Regions from separate parts of the Sus scrofa genome. Here all the other regions are linked to region 3. A link is a contact called in public HiChIP or PLAC-seq data. All regions are on one chromosome and are shown on one strand. The core of a region is the stretch at or near the end of the contact, and the rest is flanking DNA. Distances in the headings are between cores, read along the strand shown. Region 1 has its middle 27 kb from the start of MAMDC2. Region 2 has its middle 66 kb from the start of MAMDC2. Region 3 overlaps TRPM3 (transient receptor potential cation channel subfamily M member 3).

Region 1 (3,548 bases), core at 549-3,048, 390 kb before region 3:
TCTAGTCCCTCTGACTATCACAGCTTTGTGGCTGGGTTTCTGTACAGACTCTCTCTCCATCCCACTGCCTCTCCCTGAAAAAAAAAAAAAAGCTTTAGGAGAGGCTTGAAATTATATACTATGAGGAAAGTTTTCTCCATTACTCTTTTGGATCTGCTGCCTGTCATTATGTTATTTTGAGGGAGAAGATCATTGTTTTTTGAAAGGGAGACAAGCTTGGGTTGGGGGGTGGGGGAGACACACTGTTGCCCTTTGACAATTTGCAGATTTCTGAAGCAGGAAATTGGAACAGTAAAGCCCTGATCATCTTGGGGATGATTATTCAGCTGGAGTCTTAGTCCATCTCCCTTGCCTTTCTGCTCTTTTGCCTTTTCTTTCCAGGATCTAAGGATATTTCATTCCTCGTTAAAACCACCACCTGGTGATGTGCAGAGGAAGAGAAAACTAATTCCATCCAGTCCCTTTTTATAATGTAAACAACTGTCCTGCTTTGACTGAAGAGAATGAATAGTTTGAAATTGACAGTGAATCCAAAAAGGAGGTCCAGATCTTGAAAGCGACTCACATAGGGACTACATGTAATAGGAGCTGAGCAAGTGGGATTTGAAAGTACAGCAGTTTTCTACCCCCTCGATCACTGGTTCTCTCAAAATCTCAGAGATTTTGCCCCTGCCTGCCCCTGCCTGCCCCACCCCCTCCACATCCTCAAAGGGACCTTTGGCAATGTTTGGAGACATGTTTTCTCCAACATGTTATGACTTGTGAATGATATTGGTATCTAGTGGGTAGGAACCAGGAATGCTTAAAATCCTGCAGTGCACAGGGCAGTGACCCACAGCAAAGAACTATCTAGCCCCAAATATCAATAGTAAATAAATGATCACGTGCAATTCTGTTTTAAGTATGATAAAAAGTAAGTTAAATCATATTTTGATCCTTCCTTGACTATATTTACAATTGTTTGCAATTTTTTTTTATTTTCAATTAATTTATTTATGTATTTATTTAGCGCTGCACCCACGGCATGTGGAGGTTCCCAGGCCAGGGGTCCAGTCAAAGCTACAGCTGCCAGCCTACACCACAGCTGTAGCAACATCAGATCTGAGCCACATCTGTGACCTATGCCACAACTCACTTAATCACCAGATCCTTAACCCACTGAGTGAGGTCAGGGAGCAAACCCGCAACCTCACCATTCCTAGTCAGATTCCTTTCCTCCTACGCCATGATGGGAACTCCACAAATGTGTTTTTAATTGCTCTCCATTCAGTGCCTATTTTTATTTCCAAAATTAGGTAAATTTGAAATCAGTTTTTACTTAATATTCTCAATCAAAACAAAAATTTTTAAATATCACCAATCCCTAAGGACTGGAATCTGTATTAAACTGAAACAAATTGATTTACACAAAGCTAACTTAACCCTAACTCTTAAGAGGTCTGCAAAGTATCAGGAACACCTGTCTAAGGGATAGCATTTTACTTTGTCCCTCTTCTTTTCCCCTCTCACATAGGCAATAGTATATATTCAAAGTGCGTAAGATTTTTTTCCCAGTCTCTAGAGATATTCTCTGTGTCTTGAAATACTGACTAAAATGAAATAAGCACTGTTTTTGAAAAAGAGCTATAAAGAAAGGAGAGGTTAAGGAAATGGGCAATTTCCTTTTTGTCACATTCGTAACAGGACCCAGGGACAGATTTCTTAAGAACAGACCAAAATGTTTGGCTTTCTCTTTGCCTGTGTCAGCCAGGCCTAGTCATCAGCTTACCTAATCACCAACTGCCCTAAAATAACCTCTGCACCTCAAGCAGCCTCAAAATGTAAGAAGGCAGCACAAGAATAGGAGCTGACATTATGAGCATTATTAATAGCAGGTGGAAATCCAATGTGTTAGACTGAAATTAATCTGGTCCTGTTTCTTTTGTGTGTTGGAATGCAGATAGACAACTGCAAACTGATCTGAGGTTTGAGCCCACAGTTTGAATCTAGTACATAGCTGGCTGAATTTGCAGATCTTTTATCAGACAGGACAACATGTGGCCTGGCCAGTATTGTAAGTGTAGAAAATCTTCTAAGATAGGAATAACCTAGTGACTTACCGTGGTCCAGAACATCTTCAGCATTTCGTTTAACCCTCTGTGGCAGTTTACACATTTGTTTGGCATGTCCAAAAGGAGCCAGGAAGCTCTACCCCGTGGAACTTTCTGCAATGAGGAAGTTTGCATAACTGCCGTGTCCAACTCACTTGACCACTAGCTATTTGTGGTTACTGAGCACTTGAAATGTGGTTAGTGCACCTAAGGGAAATGAACTTTTAATTCTATTTAATTTTATTTTATATAACCACATGTGCTCATGACTACTGTAGTAAATAATGCCAATCTGAAAAACAGTAACTCATTATTCCACATCTTAATTATAGATAACTTGAATCTTCTTTTTTCTCAATTATAAATATAACAAAATTAAAGAATGGTTAGAAAATAAAAGGAAATTCTGTTCAATACCCATAATTTTATGATCCTTCACAGAATTGTTAGGCATTCGGTAATGTTAAAGATTTTATCCAATGTATTTTTAGATGAATTAGATATAATTTGTCTTATTTTGTTGTATTTTATCTGTTAAAACCTTCTTTTTTCATTTTAATTATGAGTGGAATATATATTTCTGCTACTAAATAATATTCATAAGCTATCAGAGTGAATGATTGCCTTTCTTAGATTGAAGCATCGTAGTTTATTTATTTCCCCTATTTTTGAAATCTTAGGTTATTTCATTTGTTTGCTTGCTCGCTTGGTCTTATGGTCATTATGAAATAATGCTGTAGTCAACATGTGAAAGCAGATTAACATTTCTTCTCTTTAGGACATGTTTACATGCCAATTGTTTGAGTCTAATATACGTTAACAGTTTATACAGTGAATCATTTCACTGCCACAGATTCATTTTGAAAAAGTACTTTATCACTATTTTTGTCAAAAATAGACTTTAAAGCCACAAAAGGAAAAGAAAGCCAAGACTTTTCTCTCTGTACCACAATTAATTCAGTAATTTATAAGACAGATTATTATTCCCTCCTGTATAACACGAAGAATTGCTGATAAAATATAACTGCACTCAGGGCTGATAGCATAAACCGCTTTGCAAGTGGGGAATAAGTTCACACGCATAAATCCTACAAATAAAATCCTCCTTTGGAGATCCATAGAGATAAGAAAACTAATGGAAGTTATACAAAAAACCCAGAACACCCCCTTTTATTTTGTTCATTGTAAGTATATGTACTTACGTATTATTACATCTTCAAACTATCCTTTTTATAATTTAAAGTAATATAAATACATAAAAAGTTTAAATAAGTAAACTTTCACACATCTTACAATTAGTAGTTATTCTGAAGATACTGGCTTACAACCTTTTATATTTTGCATAGTGGTAAACTGCATGTGATTTTAAAATTTCTTTTTAAATGAATTCTATATTCTGGTGGCTCTGATCATCAAAAAATAAAGGAAATGTACTGATAATATTTGTAAATTGAGTTC
Region 2 (3,419 bases), core at 370-2,869, 420 kb before region 3:
GTCTTTCCATAACTCATGACACTCTTTTCTCATTTCGGTTTGGATTGTGTTCAAGCATCATTTTAACAGCACCTATTCATTCTTTCTCTGCATTGATCCATTTGGTTCATTGCAAAAGCACTCAGTAGGGAAGCAGCTTTATTAATTTTCTTACCATTGCCTTGGTGCAAGCTCGGCTGCATCTCTTTTCTCTGTCCCTAGGTGACTTTACCATAGCTTTTCAGGTACTTTCAGGTATTAACAAATAGCCTCATTTTTAAGGATTAAGCTCAGTCTAGTCAGAACTCCAATTTTTCATCCAGTTCAAATCTTCCTGTAGACCAGAGCACAGAACAGCAGCAGAGAAGGGATTAGGCTTTATTTCCTCATCTCCTCCCCTTTGCTCTTTCCTTCCTCTTCCCCTACTCACTATGCCCCTCCAGAGTTGGGGGAGGCAGGCTGGGGGTGGAACAGAAATGGAAGGGAAGGTGACAAAAGGTTCTATGTGACCCGTGTTGTTTAATCTGGAGTTAGTGCCCTTCACACTGCAGGTGGCCAAATGCTGGCTATTTCTGTCATGGCCAATGATAAAAATGATGTACTCTCTGAAGGCCATCAATGAATCCCCCTTAGTACCTGTTAGTAGGTACACCCCACTAGCCCCTTTCTGTTGGGTTACCACCCCACATGCAGCCCTTTTGAGAAGAATCTTTTAAGGCAGTCTAGCCCAGTTGCCTTCTGAGTTGCCCACTTAGGTTTAGGAAAAACTCAAATCTTTGCTCCATCCAACCTGGAAGTACAGCTAGATCCCTGCAGCAAAATCCTTCTCTCCCTGCTGCCCCCACAGATCCCTACAACCTCTGGCTGCATGCAGTCAAGAGTCAGGCCCTAGCCTCTATGCCCCACAAACTGCAGGTACCACTGATCACATTCTCCCAGTAACTGTGCCACCAGTTATCTCATGGCCCAAGGCAATCACAGGACCCAGGAACTCCTGCAAGCCTGGGCGGGGATGAGATGAGATGGTAATTTCCCTCCCTGCCCCCTGTACAAGTGATTCCCTGAAGCCCCCATCTCTTGGATCAGGTAAGAAAAGGAAAGCAGTCCCCTCCTGTTCCCTTGAGGGGTCAAAAGGAAACCCATGACAGGTCACCTCTGTGACAGTTCTCTTCAAAGAAACTTGGTCTTCCTTCTCTCTGTCCCTCTTTAGTCTTCTCATATATACATGCTGGAGGGGTGAGATGGGCTAAATCTGGTAGAGCTGGCTTAGATTCTGGGTCTGCTGCAGTGTAGTATATTCAACACTGATGATCAGCACCATTCTTTAGAAAATAGAGGTATTTGTCCCCAGTTGTTCTTGGCTCTGAGGTCTTAGCAGAAGCCAGGAGAAGCCCCACTTCATGTTCGGACTCTGTCACAGTAAAACTTACCCAAACCCTTAGAACTAAATGTTCAGAAGATGACTCTCGGATCCGTGGACTGGGAGGGCGGGCATGATAACTTGCTGTCCTTGGGTGCTGTCTCCTCACAATGGCAGCAGACCAGCTGGCATCCTTTCTTCAGACCAAACTTTCCCCCTTACCCGGGAGACAGCTTGTCCAGACAACCATGACACAGATGCAGGCGTCACAGCTGGAGTACAAATGTGGCCAACGGAGCCAAGTCACAACTGAGTCAGAGGATGCCGCTGGCATTGCAGCCAAGCCCAGGGCAATCTTTGTGGAATGCTGGTGAGCCAGACAGTTTGAAAAGAAAACTTCAGGAGCTGCCCTCAAAGTTCTTTTCCTAGTTCAAGGGAAATTGGCTGACTACCAGAGGTCTTCTGGTTCCAGATGGAAAGTCAAGCTAATACAGAGGACCGCTGCAAGAAAGGAAGAAAATCCTCTTCAGAATCAAGTGTGCCCATGCCGTCACTGCAGGCATGATGCCAGAAGGAGCCTGATCTTTCAGCAGGATCCCCGATGATTTAGTTGATTATAGTATCCTTTATACCTAAGGGCTGTCTACGCTTAGTTTCATCTATGCAAACTTAAAGGATCTGATGAAATTTGCTTCTTTTAGAGATTCCGGAGGCTCTAGAACCCTGGACCAGATAGGAGGGTTGGTCTTAATGAGCTGAGCAGGGAAATTCTCATAGTATTGACACTAGACATAATTTTTTTTTTTTTTTGTCTTTTTAGTGCCACACCCACAGCATATGGATGTTCCCAGGCTAGGGGTCAATCGAAGCTGTAGCTGCCGTCCTACACCACAGCCACAGCAACGCAGGATCTGAGCCATGTCTGCAACTTACACCATAGCTCATGGCTCACCAGATCCTTAACCCACTGAGCAAGTCCAGGGATCGAACCTACATCCTCGTGGATGTTAGTTGGGTTTGTTAACTGCGGAGCCACGATGGGAACTCTGAGACATAATTTTCCATAAACTCCAGGTGACCTTTCTCATTCCCCTAGGAAAGGTACACAGAATGGTGCCTGTACCCCCCACCCAGTGGCTCCTCTTGCTCAGATCAGATCATACCCACTGACACACATCCAGCCTCCAGCCCAGCCTGGGGCAGACACCTGGTAACTTGTGAATCATCCTCCTCCTTCAGCTGAGATGATAGATTTTAGGAGCTGTCTTTTGTTTCCCAGTGAGAAACAGTCTTACTCAGATTGTCAGTAAATAATACCCAACCTTAGCAACGAATGAACGGTGGCGGGGAGGGGGGGCAATAGAATGTGGTCTAGTCTAGTGGTTCCATGTGAGACTTGGTGTCAGCAGTCCTGCTCTGATTCCCAGCAGCCTCTGACTCACGTTGAGCAGGTCACATTGTGTTTGCTGTTGTTTGGGATCAGAAATGGGATTGTGGCTCCCTTGGCCTAGTATCTTGTGCATGCGTTGTTAATGAGGCACTTAGCTGTAAATCCAGGGATGAAAATATGTCCACACAGAAGGTGGGGAAGTAGCCTTTAAAGAACGCTGTCAGAAAACTGTTGTCTGTGAGGAAGACACACTCATCATGGGATGGGGTGTGAGACATTGCTCTAAACACACTCCAGATGTAGAATGAATACTTGCAAGAGGATTTGTGAGGTCTCCTAGATTTATTGAGAGTCTCCTGGAGTCTTTTGTGGTGCCCCTCATCCTGGATAGACTGATATCCCACTTCGTGGCTGTGTCAGTTTGGGTCCTTCAGGAAGCAGAATTAGGTAGAATTCTAAACTGGAATTAGATAGAAAGAGACTTACTGGGGGAAATGGCTTTGAAGGATAAGGCGGAGAGCTGGAGAGGCTGGGGCTCAGGCCACGAATCCATTAGGCCTAGAAGTCATGGTGCCTAGGAGCCATGGCATTTTTAGGGATCCACGAGAATGTTTCATTTTATTTATTTTAAAGTCAGAAGAAAAAAATGAATATAATGATAACAAAGAAAATTATGAATCCAGCCTAGAC
Region 3 (3,587 bases), core at 845-3,344:
AATTTCCTCTTCTAAGAAAGAACTCCCTTGATCACTCCCCCTGCAGTGGTCCCCACATCATCAAGTCACTAATACATTATCCTACTTTATTTTTTTGAAGATGTTATCACTACATGGAAATCTTGTGTGTGCACGTATGTGTGTCTATGTGTATCTTGGCTGGATGGCTATCATCTATCCATGCATCCTTCTCAACATCCCTCCATCTCTTATCTTGCTCTCTCCCCTACACTGTCAACTTTGAGGACCGACTCTTTGTTCCTCAGGGCCTGAGACATAAGAGACAATAAATATTTGTTGGCTATTGGCACAGACACCTCACAGCACTTCTCCACTCCTTTGTATATCCCAGCTTTGGGTGGTACTCTTATCTTAAATCTAGAGTACTTCTTGCTGCCACACTATGAAATGCACAGTTGGAGAGTAGGAGTTGCCACCCATACTGTACCATAGCCCACCCCAGGACATGAGGAACCTTGAGAGGCTACGTAGCAGGGCTACTTCACGAATCATTTGTGTATACCTCTGAGATTTCCACCTCCTCAAGCCATGACTCACCCCTTTCCTGACTAAGGACCTCTCAACAGAGTGGAGAGCAGAGACTGGGCTCAGGTCTAATCAGCAGCTATTTGAATCCCCAAGACCCCTTTAATGGCTTGCCTTACCCTGAAATATTAAGGAAGGGAGGTCATAATAAGAAAGGACTGGGGCTTGAGCAAGATACCAGGGGCCACCTGGTAGCCTCATTCCTCAACCCTGGCCCTTAGCATGTACCAGAAGCACCTGGAGGGCTGGTGAAAACACAATTGCCTGGGCCCATGCTCCTGGCCTTTCTGCTTCAGTATGCCTGGTGTGGGGTTTGAGGATTTCCATTTCTAACAAGCTCCCAGGTCATGCCAGTGACAAGTTGGGAGCCACTGTTCTACGCATGAGGAATTCCTGCAGCAGTTATTGTTCTGACGGCTTCTGGCCCCCAAGCTCCATCTTAACTAGCAAATGGTGCACATGGGCACGCAAGCAAGTGCTGGGGGGTAGTGAATGCTTTGGCGTTTTTCTATCCTTTTGCTAAGGCTTATAGTATAACTTTTTAAAACAATGAAATTTTTGTGAAATCACAACATAAAAAAAGATCAGATTGACTGGGGTGAGACAGGAGTGAAAAGGGCACCTTCCCTTCTCCAGCCAGCTCTTAGGTACCTTGGGATTCCAGGGCTCTGAGGAGTGCTCCAGTTTGCAACCACTGGGGGAGTGGAAAGAGCAGTGGACCTAGAGCTGGGTCAGTCCGCTTAAGACCCACCTCTGCTTTGCAGCTGTGGAATGCAGGAAAATTGCTTAATCTCTGAGTCTTAGTTCCCATACCTAGTCAAGTGGGGATGTCTTCCCAACCACCATTTTCCCAATGGAGCTGCAGGAGGCAGCCCCACAGAAGAGAAGGCCCGCCTACCTCACGGGAGAGCAGTTATGCGCTATTAAGGGATCACCAGGCTTGTTTAGTGACTATGCACATAAGTATGTGGTGCCGGGAAGGGGTGGGCAGAGTGGGAAACCACAAAGCCCTCCTTGTATAGCCCTGGGAAGGCAGGGAAGCCCATGAAACTTTCCCCTGTTTCCAGGACCTTGTGACTGAGGTCTGGGGGGCCCGAGTGCTCTGAGGCTGCGCAAGGAGGGATCCTAGGCACAGGAGCAGTTCTTACTTCCCTAATGAGCCCAGGGATGCCGGGGAATTGGCAAGGGGGCCACCTCACCAAGTGGCTGAAGAGGGAAAGGTCAAGTACTTAGGTAGCCAATGCTTCCAGCCCCACAGCTTCTTCTTCAACAAGGACTCTAGGTTGACCCCCTGCTGACCCCAGGCTAAAAAGCCCTGCCCGCCCTCCCTGCTGCTATATGCTGCCTCAGGAGAAATAGATAGCCAGGCCTTGAGATTCCTGGCAGCCCGCCGGCTTGGCAGCCTCTTCCAGAACAGTCCGTGGAGTACAGACTGCTCCCTGTCTTCTTCCAGTCTAGTCCCTGGAGAGATTCCAGTCGCCCTGCTCAAGTCTTTCCCTTTTCTGCTTATCATGGGGAGGGAATATGCATCTGGGCTTTAAATCACAAAGCCAGCGAGCTGGCACTTCACAGCAATAGAGGCCCTAGCAGCAGTGGCCTCAGTTCTCAGAGAGCTACACAAAGACCAGAGCGAATTTATTACTGTTTTTCAGTTTACAAATGGGAAATGCACAACACTGGTCAGGAAGTGGATGGCATTATGAATGGGAAAACCTAAGTGTAGACAACTAGTTGGAACAAGGCAAAGGCATCCATTTAAAAAAAAAAAAAAAAAAAAGCCCCTTATAAAATGGGGCCAGTGTACCCACCTCCAAACTCTCAGGATGGGGGCATGCTGGTTAGAATTTAAATTCCCCAAAGCGCTTTAAAAACCCATGAGAAGGGCTCTAAATATTTATGCATATTTTTTTAAAAAATGACCCCAATTTGATGGCATCTTTTTTTCCTCCGGAGAACATTTTAAAGCTAAGCCCTATGACAGTAAGGTCCTCTTAACCTGTCTTAGTAATGAGGGCAAGGGTGAATTTGTGGGTCTGTAGGAATTTTTACTATGGAGCCCAATATATTTGCTCACTCACTATAGGACAGCAAGCAGGGTTTTTCCACAGCTCTTGAGATTGCAATAGACTTGATAGGGATTAATTCCTCCAGAAAATCCTCTCCAGCTGACTGCAGTTCCAGGGGAAATACAGAGGAATCCTCATACCACACGAACCTGCTTCCCTGATGGGCTTGAGCATGGGATTCAGGAGTGTTGGGCAGGGTTGCAGAGCCCTCTGGTGGATTACTGCTTGACTACATTCTCTCAAAGGGTTCTGAGTCTATGATGTCTCCCAAGGCTAGCTGTTACTTCCAATAAGTCACAGGAGGGTGGCTTTTTGATGGCTCCTGGGACAGTATGGGGTTGGAGGGAAAAGAGGGGGATCCATGCCCTCAGCCTGAAGGATAAAAAAAATATGTTCAACTTGCCTAGGGCTGGTGCAGAGGCTGGCACGTAAGAAATGGGAGTAAGAAATGTTGAGAAGGAATTAACCAAGGGAGGGAGTCAATTAGTGAAAAAAAGCACAGTTCCTCTTAGAGCTGCTGAAATGCATTTTCAGAATCACAGGTATTGGAGGACCGTGTGCACAGAGACCCAGAGTTAAGGGGTTAGAACAGGAGTTAAGAGCTGAAAACTTAAAAGACGTAAAGAAAAATTTTTCAGTGTAGAAAATATTTAAAAGGCATGTTTATCAGAAAAGAGAGGTGTAAATAGCCAGTGAAAACAAATGGAGAATTTCTTGAGGGCAAGAGCTATGCTAGCAGAAAACAGACAAGAGTCTAAGCACGGGTGGAGTTATAACCTTATAAACGCACACCAAAGTTTCCCAGGTTTGTCTGCAGCCCTTGAAGCCAAGTCCTATATTTCTTTGGCAGCATTAGAGAAAGTTTCTGGCTTAATTGGGATCCTGAGCGTTCCCTGATCCCCTTCATCCACAGGTGTAACTAACCACTGTCTTTCTGGTTTTTTTTTTTTTTTTTTTTTTTTTTAATGAAAGCAG

Evidence for each region. HiChIP or PLAC-seq counts read pairs in DNA pulled down with a chosen protein or histone mark.
Region 1: a contact with region 3 is called in an H3K27ac HiChIP or PLAC-seq map of skeletal muscle. The contact joins two enhancer-like sites. A contact is called at or near these places in 2 of 47 Hi-C or Micro-C datasets (psoas muscle and skeletal muscle) and 1 of 2 datasets of contacts at active chromatin or transcription factors (skeletal muscle).
Region 2: an H3K27ac HiChIP or PLAC-seq map of skeletal muscle shows a contact between it and region 3, with 6 times the contacts expected there. The contact joins two enhancer-like sites. A contact is called at or near these places in 1 of 47 Hi-C or Micro-C datasets (embryonic fibroblasts) and 1 of 2 datasets of contacts at active chromatin or transcription factors (skeletal muscle).

The regions. Positions count from the first base shown.
Region 1 is chr1:223,512,728-223,516,275 of Sscrofa11.1, forward strand. No RefSeq gene overlaps it. Among named protein-coding and RNA genes, the nearest start is that of MAMDC2, 27 kb to the right of the region's middle. Within about 2 kb of position 1,799, at least 10 of the 83 cell types and tissues checked have an H3K27ac peak or open chromatin away from gene starts, as enhancers often do. A contact at or near this core is called in skeletal muscle, where this site is marked.
Region 2 is chr1:223,473,637-223,477,055 of Sscrofa11.1, forward strand. No RefSeq gene overlaps it. Among named protein-coding and RNA genes, the nearest start is that of MAMDC2, 66 kb to the right of the region's middle. Within about 2 kb of position 1,620, at least 6 of the 83 cell types and tissues checked have an H3K27ac peak or open chromatin away from gene starts, as enhancers often do. A contact at or near this core is called in embryonic fibroblasts and skeletal muscle, where this site is marked.
Region 3 is chr1:223,898,152-223,901,738 of Sscrofa11.1, forward strand. The region is part of intron 21 of TRPM3 (transient receptor potential cation channel subfamily M member 3); the gene reads right to left. Among named protein-coding and RNA genes, the nearest start is that of KLF9, 150 kb to the left of the region's middle. Within about 2 kb of position 2,095, at least 37 of the 83 cell types and tissues checked have an H3K27ac peak or open chromatin away from gene starts, as enhancers often do. A contact at or near this core is called in embryonic fibroblasts and skeletal muscle, where this site is marked.